2 separate regions of the Mus musculus genome follow, and region 1 is linked to region 2. The links are chromatin contacts, called in public Hi-C maps. All regions are on one chromosome and are shown on one strand. The core of a region is the stretch at or near the end of the contact, and the rest is flanking DNA. Distances in the headings are between cores, read along the strand shown.

Evidence for each region. A called contact is a pair of places that touch in the nucleus more often than the background predicts.
Region 1: a contact with region 2 is called in a Hi-C map of liver, with 2.6 times the contacts expected there. The contact joins two enhancer-like sites. A contact is called at or near these places in 2 of 484 Hi-C or Micro-C datasets (cortical neurons and liver).

The regions. Positions count from the first base shown.
Region 1 is chr17:63,407,235-63,411,797 of GRCm38.p6, reverse strand. All of the region lies in intron 4 of Fbxl17 (F-box and leucine-rich repeat protein 17), which reads left to right. Among named protein-coding and RNA genes, the nearest start is that of Fbxl17, 91 kb to the left of the region's middle. Within about 2 kb of position 1,502, at least 6 of the 459 cell types and tissues checked have an H3K27ac peak or open chromatin away from gene starts, as enhancers often do. A contact at or near this core is called in liver, where this site is marked.
Region 2 is chr17:63,178,745-63,183,482 of GRCm38.p6, reverse strand. All of the region lies in intron 7 of Fbxl17 (F-box and leucine-rich repeat protein 17), which reads left to right. Among named protein-coding and RNA genes, the nearest start is that of Gm41607, 120 kb to the left of the region's middle. Within about 2 kb of position 3,247, at least 10 of the 459 cell types and tissues checked have an H3K27ac peak or open chromatin away from gene starts, as enhancers often do. A contact at or near this core is called in liver, where this site is marked.

The sequences.
Region 1 (4,563 bases), core at 253-2,752, 230 kb before region 2:
GTGATATTTCCAGCACTTCCTGTTTATAGCTAAGGAAACTGGAGGTGGCATGCTGAGGTCTGTTATCACACATCATGCCCTTTGCCCCTTCACTGTATCTCATTAGCATCGCTTGTCAGCATGCTCTCTGTTTCCTTTCTGGAGATGGAGTCTTAAGTGTGTGACCCTTTTATTACAGCTGTCTGATGCCAGGATTTCAGGTGCTCTGTGTCTCTCTGTTAGCTTTTACATTTTTTCACCTTACCTCATCAGTGGAATGTCCTGTAACATTGTGATATATGGAATGGATATAGAACCTCAGGCAGCCTCCTGTTGAGTAAAACACAGGTTGGTAAATGAAACATTGTTAGAACAGTTTCAACATTCTTTTTTTTTTTTTCTTAAAATGTCAAGGGGTCACAGCAGAAGTCATGAGATCTTATGTAGTAAAGATGACATTGGTGTAGAATTCCTCTTACACACCTAGAAAACTAAGCTAGGAAAACACAAAGGAACAAAACCTGATCCCAGACACATATTCACTCAGGTAAACCAAAGCTGTGGTGAGAAGAGCCCATGATGTGGCTGAGCTCGGAACTGTTTATATGGTTGTAATTATATAATAAGAGCTCAACCTAAATTACCACAGAATAAGTTGGATCCAGACAGAGCCCAAGTCTCACTGTTATACATGGAATATGACTCAAACTTTATATTAAAAACTGTCAGTATAGGCATTTGAAAGTATGGAAGCATATTCTAGAAAGATCTGATGGAACTAAAAATGTTTTCCTCTGGGAAGGGAGGTAAATGGTGGGAGGCTGGGGAGAGACTAGTCCTCTGTATTTAAACAAGCCTTCTGGAGTTACTTGATGATTAAACCATGTGGACACATAATCTTAATAAAATGAAAGATAAAATAAAGAAAAACCAAACTTGCCTAATGATAAATATTTTGACTTTAACTCAAACTATTGCTTTGCTCAAATGTCAATATAAGCACCAGTTTTCTTGAGAAGGCATCATATTTAATTAATTTGCCTAATATTAAATGAATGTGAGCTAGATGGAGCAGGGGCTGCAAATGTCAATGAGACAATAGTCCGTGCTTGCAGGAAAGTCATAGTCCTGTCAGGAGGTGAGATGTGCACATGGCCCGCGTGGAGTTGTAGCACAGCACCTGCAGAAGAGCAGGCTTTCCTGAAGCCCCGACTCTGGCCTTCACTCAGCTCCTAAGTCCAACGATGGAGCCTTTGATTCCTTGGTCTCATTTGGGTGTTAATTTCTATCATTGTTGCTCTTGACTGTTTTCTCTGGGCCTGCTTGGCTCAGATACTTGTAAGTTAAAGATATTCAGCAGATAGGAAGAGAACTCTTTCATCAGTGGTTCTGCGTCGAACTCTAGTTTTCTTCTTTTTCATGTCAGAACAAATGTTTTCTTCACATGCTGACACTTTAAGTACCTGTAGTGGGGTAGGGACAGAGGTCCTGCAGAGTCATGTGTCACATGATACTAGAAACCAAACTCCACTCAGCTCATCTCCCCTAGACTTGGACTTTGAGCCACAGACTCTTACACCTGGATGGGTTAGAATCTAGGAGGATAATTTTATATTTGAAAATGGTTTCTCTGAGTGTAACATGTTGGGCCACACAGAAGAATAGCTTAGAAGCCAGTATTTCAAGCTTTCCTTAGTATCTCTGCATGCTTGTCAGGACCATGGAGTTTTGCTGGCCACTTCTCATAGTTCCTCACTAATCGCCATGGGCGCTCTGGGTCTTAGTGAAAGTGGGATACTTTTAATCTTCCAGTATCAGATTTTGGAGTATTTCATACTTTAGATTTTCGCATGAGGGCTGTTTAAGCAGTCCCCAAATCAAAGGCACTCTGAAGCTGAAAGCCCCAGTGCTAAGGAGTTTACAGAAAGGACAGTCAGCCATTACTGTTTCCTGTTTCTCACTAATAGCTGTGTAGAAACTTTAAAATCTGTTTGTAGTGATATCTGTTTAAAAGCTCCATTTCCTAAGTGATTTGTCTAAGGTTGTTTAGCTCGAAACAGACTGCAGAAGTGTCATTTATAAAACCCTTGGAAGGATTTACATTCTTTGGAGTTTTAAGATTGGGGTTTGCAGTCAGAGCAAAGCAGTGCAGTGTGTGGAGCTAAGACTCCGAGTGGGATGGACTAATGTGTCTGTAGAGTTATCTGCTGCTCTTACACTCTGGGAGCTGCAATACAGCAAGCATAGAGCCAAGGCAGGCTTTCCATGGACACAGGCCTGAGGAATTCTAGGAGTGAGCTTTAACTCTTAACAAAATTCTTTTAAATTCCCACAACCAGTAAAACCTTTTTCTACTAAGTAAAAATGAAGTTACTGTATTATTGTGAAAGTACCTGAATTTTTTCTTTTTTATGAATTTATTTTTGAATCTACGAACATGTAGCAATTAATGAAGAAACATAAAAACAATGTTTTGATTTTATAATCAAGGTTTTGTGGAATACACCTTTTTTCCCCTTTTTAAAAAATTAGGTATTTTCCTCATTTACATTTCCAATGCTATCCCAAAAGTCACCCATACCCTCCCCCAATCCCCCTACCCACCCACTTCTTGGCCCTGGCGTTCCCCTGTACTGGGGCATATAAAGTTTGCGTGTCCAATGGGCCTCTCTTTCCACTGATGGCTGACTAGGCCATCTTTTGATACATATGCAGCTAGAGTCAAGAGCTCCGGGGTACTGGTTAGTTCATAATGTTGTTCCCCCTATAGGGTTGCAGATCCCTTTAGCTCCTTGGTTACTTTCTCTAGCTCCTCCATTGGGGGCCCTGTGATCCATCCAATAGCTGACTGTGAGCATCCATGCGATTGGATTGGAGCAGACACTGTGTTCCACTAGCCAGAGGTCTTAAGATCCCGTGGCATGTCTTGTGGGTAGCTGGCGGTTATCAGCTGACTCCGCGTCTTAGCTACTCTGGTGCTAGCCAGACCGGAAGGGACTTGTGCCCCTGATCCGGAATACAACTTTTAAAGGATCATATGACCAAACAAGTGAGGAACTTTAAAATCTGTTTATATTCCTTGTATAAATTAAAATATGCTGCATGTTAAATAATTTCTTGGTCACTTTTATTGTTAGAATAAATATGTTTTTCTATGATTATTTTTTATCTTAACGTATTCCAGGAATTGAGAAAAACATTTCATTATATCAAAAGATAAACCATAGCTATGCATTATTATATATTTCAATTTCTTTTTAAAGACTTACTTATTTTATGTATATGAGTACACTGTAGCTGTCTTCAGACACACCAGAAGAGGGCACCAGATACCACTACAGATGGTTGTGAGCCATCATGTGGTTGCTGGGAATTGAACTCAGGACCTCTGGAACAGCAGTCAGTGCTCTTAACTTCTGAGTCATCTCTCCAGCCCTATATTTCAAATTTTTAAACATTAATTGAATAATCTCTTTGATGAAGATAATGCTGATTTCCTTGTAGTTGTTTAAGTCATCTGAACGTCATTGAAGCCATGTTATTTAATATATAGACATGTAAAGCAATAAATGTATACATTACATAGTTTTATATGGCTATGTTTGTGACACAGTAGCCTGTGGATGTGGCTACAGGAGGAGGATGCAAAGACTGACTCTGAGGTAGTTTCCTGGAGAGCCTCATGCTGTGCTAAGGGCAGCACTGCTGGAGGAAGCAGAAACTGGCACTGCCCTTTGCCTTGCTCCCCCTTGGTCATTATTATATCTCCCACCTTTAGAGGGGAAATGTATTGTTTTTGAAATTATGGCTTACTGGAAATCATTCTGTATCACTTTGAAAATGTAACATGGCTTTGGAGGACAACTAAATAGGAGTCTCTTGTTCTTTAGCAGGACAGAGTTGAAGGGGAATAATGCACTCCTGATTTCATTTTTGTCACAACTCCGTTTGAACCTCGGGACTGAGTAATCTATGCAGTGTGTCCTGAGGATCAGGTTAGATTCTTACCAGACCAGCAAACGGTCTTGGGAGACTAAAGGAGCGCAGAGGTGGTGTTGTAGACTTCAGCGAATATGAAAGTATGGGTGGTGATCTAGGATTTAGTTAGGGCCTGAAAGTGAAATGACTTTGTTAGTAAAGACACTTGCTATGGAAGCCCAGTGGCCTGAGTTCAGTCCCTGGAAACCAAGGAAAGGTTGAAGGAGATACTTAATTTAAACACGTTCCCAGTGTGCACAGTGTGGCATGCCTGCCCGTACACATCCGTATACACACAGTAACAGTAAATATAAAAATTTAAAGTAGTAGATTTATCAAGTTTGGATCATTTGGAGACAATCTTCAGAGGACAGTTTGTTTATTTGTTTGTTTGTTTTGTACATAAATACCAGAACTTCAATTTCAGAACACTTGCAGATGCACAAGATGGGAATTAAAACAAACAAACAAACAAACAAACAAACAAACAAACAGGAGAAGGCGACCCTTCCTCTAACTGTCAGAAGCAGATTTTAGAGGAACATCCAGGACAGCTTGGAAATGCTGCTTTACAGGAGCTTTACAGAGCCTTTGATCATGGAGTCA
Region 2 (4,738 bases), core at 1,998-4,497:
TCCAGCAGCTATATGTCAAGAACAAGAGAAATCAGCATGCATCTCACTCACACACACACACACACACACACACAGACACACACCCACGCACGCACACACACACATGCGTGAGCGCGCACACACACAGACACACACACACATCTCACATCTGGAGATTTATGTTCCTTTGCAGAATACTAACAGAAATCACTTCACTCAGTCTTCTCAGAATTGCATTTGACTTTAAAGGTTCGTATGTTAACAATTTCTTTTTGTCTCTAAAAATGGGCATCCATTTGTAGCATAATAGTTGAGAGATTTAGAAATAGTATACTATCATTCTAATCTCTTTGTTGAAATTGCTTTGAGTTCCTAGCTACATGTGTTGTAAAAGTATTTGAGTACCCTAATATTTATATTCATTTTGATAATATACAACCACTTTGTAGTGTCTGCTGTTGTAAAACTTTTTTTGAGTATTAAGCATTTCACCAACAAAACTTTATGTTACCATATTAGATCAACCATATGTAAGTTTTCTTTAAGAAAAAAATCAGACTTAGGAGAATTCAAACAAGGAGCAAGAGTAAATCCCCAAATGAAAACCATCACCTAATAATAAATGAATAAATCAAAACCCTAGGTAATGACTTATACTAAGGTTTTCTTTAAAATAACTGATGGCGGCAAAACAAAATGTGTGTGTGTGTGTGTGTGTGTGTGTGTGTGTACTTTTACCTACATTCTTGATCTTGAATTTTACATAGGATTAAAAAAACAAGTATAGTAGAAATAGATCATGAAATGATGAGGGATATAAATTGAAAATAAATATTATAGTATTTCTTGACCAAATCTGTTTATAAGCCATTGACTTAATCTTAATTAAACTTACTGCATGCAAAAATTTTAATGAAAAAATTCAAATTTCTGGAGCAAAGGAAATTTCCCAAATTCATAGGAAATCTCCTTAACTGGTCCTTTGTATCACCCACCTCTGCTTCCCTGGAGGGGCTACTGCACAGTCAGAGGCAATGCCTGCAGAAGTGGAAGGAGGTGCAAATGTGAGCATATTAAAGGAGAACTCATGGCTCAATGATCGGAGCATGCATTCCATAGAATAGTGTATTCAGGAATGAGACCTTTCTCAGGTCCTTTTCCTCTAGGAACAAAGACTGTCATCTTCTGTATTTTTAGGACTCTTGTCTAGGGCAGACTTTTGATATAAATAAATGATGCATTAACATTATGTACAGACAGAGCCGTCTATGCCAGCAGAAAACTAAATGGGAAGGAACCGTGCGCTTATACAACTCCAAGGTCAGCTCACTAACTCTTTGCTGAGCACCAGCTCAGTTTCATTCTCCTTCTTTTGGTACAGGTTCTCTTTTCAGCTGGAGTATATCCCATTGTCAGATATCCAGTAACACTGAGTCAACTGCAAAAAAAAACAAAAACAAAAACAGTTAAAATTATCCCCGGAGTCGTTGGCATATGGCTTAGTAAATACATAACCGTTGGTGGTGTGGTGTAACATGGTAGTCTGATATAAACAAACCTGGAGCAGAGAGAAAAGTTAAAGTAATCAACTAAGAACCTCCCTGAGGCCATTGAACTTTGATTGAGTGAATACTGCTGACTGGCATATGCTTTAGAGGACATTGCTTCTGCTGTCCAAGTATGCGGTGCTTGTGTTCCTCAGCATTGCAGCACACGTGACCCAGTGTCTCCTGGGCTCAGTGATGGGGTCAGAGCTGGGAAAAGGAAAACTCAGTTCATGTTTCTAGTTTAAATGTGCAACTGAAGAAAGAATACCACAGATACATTAAAATTTATATGCTCTTTCTTAACTCTGTCATACAGTGTGCAGTGTGAGGTCTAGAGAGTAAAGAAGTATTCTTAGCTGTATTCACATCAGTTGAGAGTTCCTTTATTGTTTAAATCTCAGCAGCAGTGGTTGTATTATTACTATTATTATTATCATTATCGTTATTATCATCATAATCTCATCAACATTATTGCTCTAGAGCCGCAGCCAAGCACACACCCTACTGCTGAGCTCCATGTCCGGCCCTCATGTCCAGATGCATTTCACATCTGCTTGGCTCCTCTCGGCTCAGTCCTCTGCATTTACCAGGCTCCTGTCTGCATCCTTACACCAATGAAGACTGTTGCTGCAGTTTGTACTACTTTCTATGAAATTTAATTCTACAATTTAAAACTCTACTCAGTTACCAAAGAGGTGTGTGTATATGTGTGTGTTCATGTACATGTGCTGTGTTTGCAGGGCAATGTGTATGTGTGTGTTCATGTACGTGTGCTATGTGTGCAGGGCAGAGAACAGTCCCTAGCACCAAGCTTGAGACTGCTGCCTACCTGCTGTGTCCTTAGCCCTGGCAGCTGCAGCCACATATGGCCAGGTTTTTACTGGAAGTTGAACTCAGTGCTCAGTTTTGCAAGGCAAGCAGCTTACTAACTGAACTGTCTTCCCAGCTCCATTTATTGAAGTTTTAAACATTCTATTGAGGACTGAGGATGATGGTAAACACTTGAGTGACAGACAAAATTCAAAGTCTTGGGATTGATGGCAGACATATACATACATACATATATATATGTGTGTGTGTGTGTTAATATATATACCTGCAATGATAAGCTAGGGTAGTAAATATTGGTTATAATTTTTTGTTTGTTTTGTAAATACCCAAAGTGATAAAACTTCATTCTGTGATGAATTATTAATCCACAGACTAAAAGATAGGGATGGATAAAGTCATTATCATGTTAGCATTAGCTTTAACTGAGCTTCATAAATTTCCATCTTTATCGATAGGTAAGAGTTTTGTCTACTAGGTACATGTGATCTTCCCATGTAATGTCTTTCCCATAAAGCACAGGGTCCTCTGATTGGAGACCATTAGGATTCTGCTCTGCATTTTCATTATTGCATAGGTGACAGAATTAAAGGCATACTTATTAAGTTTGGAGATTACAGTAAGCTAACAGAAGTTACAGATACTTGGAAAGCTAGAACTGGAATTCAAAATCATGGTAATAAATTATATAAATCATATTTGAGAAATAGAGAACAAATTCAAGGTTATATTGTGAGCAAAGTCTATGCAGGCAGCACACACACTTTGAGAGCAGACATGACCGGAAATGGACTGTGGACTTGAGGTGGGTGGGAACAGTGGTACCTGTTGGAGCACAAGGAGGCTTTCTGAGTAGTTTTGCTCTGCAGTAGGTGTGTCTAGGTCCTGTGGCAAGATCTGTAGAAAACTAAGATAAGGCACGTCCTGGACAGTCTCCAGGCCCAAAGGTCTAGCCACAAGCTATTGAGAGATGCAACCAAATGAGCACACTGTGAGCCATTGTCCAGAGAGTAAGAGGCACAGGGCAGTCAGAGCTTGCTAGCTTTCGGCCAAGTGTGCTGTAAAACTCATGTGATACTAGGATTTAGGGAATCATTCATTGTTATGTTTGAGATTGTATAAGTTTTTATTAAACTATTTGATGAGTTTCCACACTTTAAGAGGAAGAATCTAAAAATTAGTAAAAAGTCAGTAAAGAAATGTAAAATGTTTTTGGAATGTAAAAGGTCATATGGGGAAAGGTTTTGAAAAGGGGAAGGTGAAGAGCCAATCTAAGACTATTAATGGTGACTATATGCTATGTTACTGTTCCAGCATTGACCAGTTCTCCATTGACACAATCTAGAAATGGGAGAAGAGGGGTGAAATAGCAAAGAACTTGTTTTATGTTAAAGGGACCTCCTGATTATACAATACTGTTTTCTACATCTAAATCTTTGAAGGTGCTCAGGATAGGATGGACAGGCACCTGGCTGGAAGGCATAACAGCTGACCTGCTGAAATCAGAAAACTTCTCTTGGAATTAACAGTCCTCCCCGTTTTACAGGCTAGTTTAGCCTGCTTCCTCCTCAGAAATCTATAGGATCCATATTATGATAGTTAGGCAAGGACTTTGACCTTTCAACACAAAACATTGCATGCTGTCTTCTTGCCTCTCAAATGCCCACTGTTCCTGCATTTTCTTCACCCAGCAAATGCCTTTTAAGTACCTGTTCTGTACAAGCGGTGCGGGACAATGAACAGGAATGACATTCCTTTGTTCTTCCTTTTTCTCTTAAATTTCCTGGCACCTCCCCTGTGTTAGGCAGCCAGCTAAACATTCAGAATCTTAACACATATACAAAGAACCTTCTAAATTGCTCAAAATATAGCACATGAGGACTGTAAGCACACAGAGGCACGTTGCGGGTGGTATGCCATGTGTCAAGGCTGAGCACATGAGGACTGTAGGTACCCAGAATCGCGATGTGGGGTGATGAGCCTTGTGTCAAGGCTGACAAGGCAGTGGAGACACTGTTGCATCGTGGACACTGCGGGTAGATATGGGGACTCGTTTGGTGAAGGTGACAGAGAGGTGCAGGATTGTGGGTGGGATGACAGCCTCAAGCACCAACAACCACATAAATTGGTGGCTGGTTTTATCAACAGATGCAGAGTAGCAGGAAGTGTACACAGACATTTGTTTCACTTATCCACTAAAACGGGATTGACTCTGTCCTCTGCCCTTTCTCTGATCCGTAATACAACAATAAGCTATTATTTATAGTGACCTCAGTTATGAGGTGACCTACATATTTTTCACATTTTTTATTACCTTTTTTCACTGCTTGTGAAGGGCTCGCCATAGTGCCTGTATGAAGATCAGAGGACAGCTGGGCGTGGTG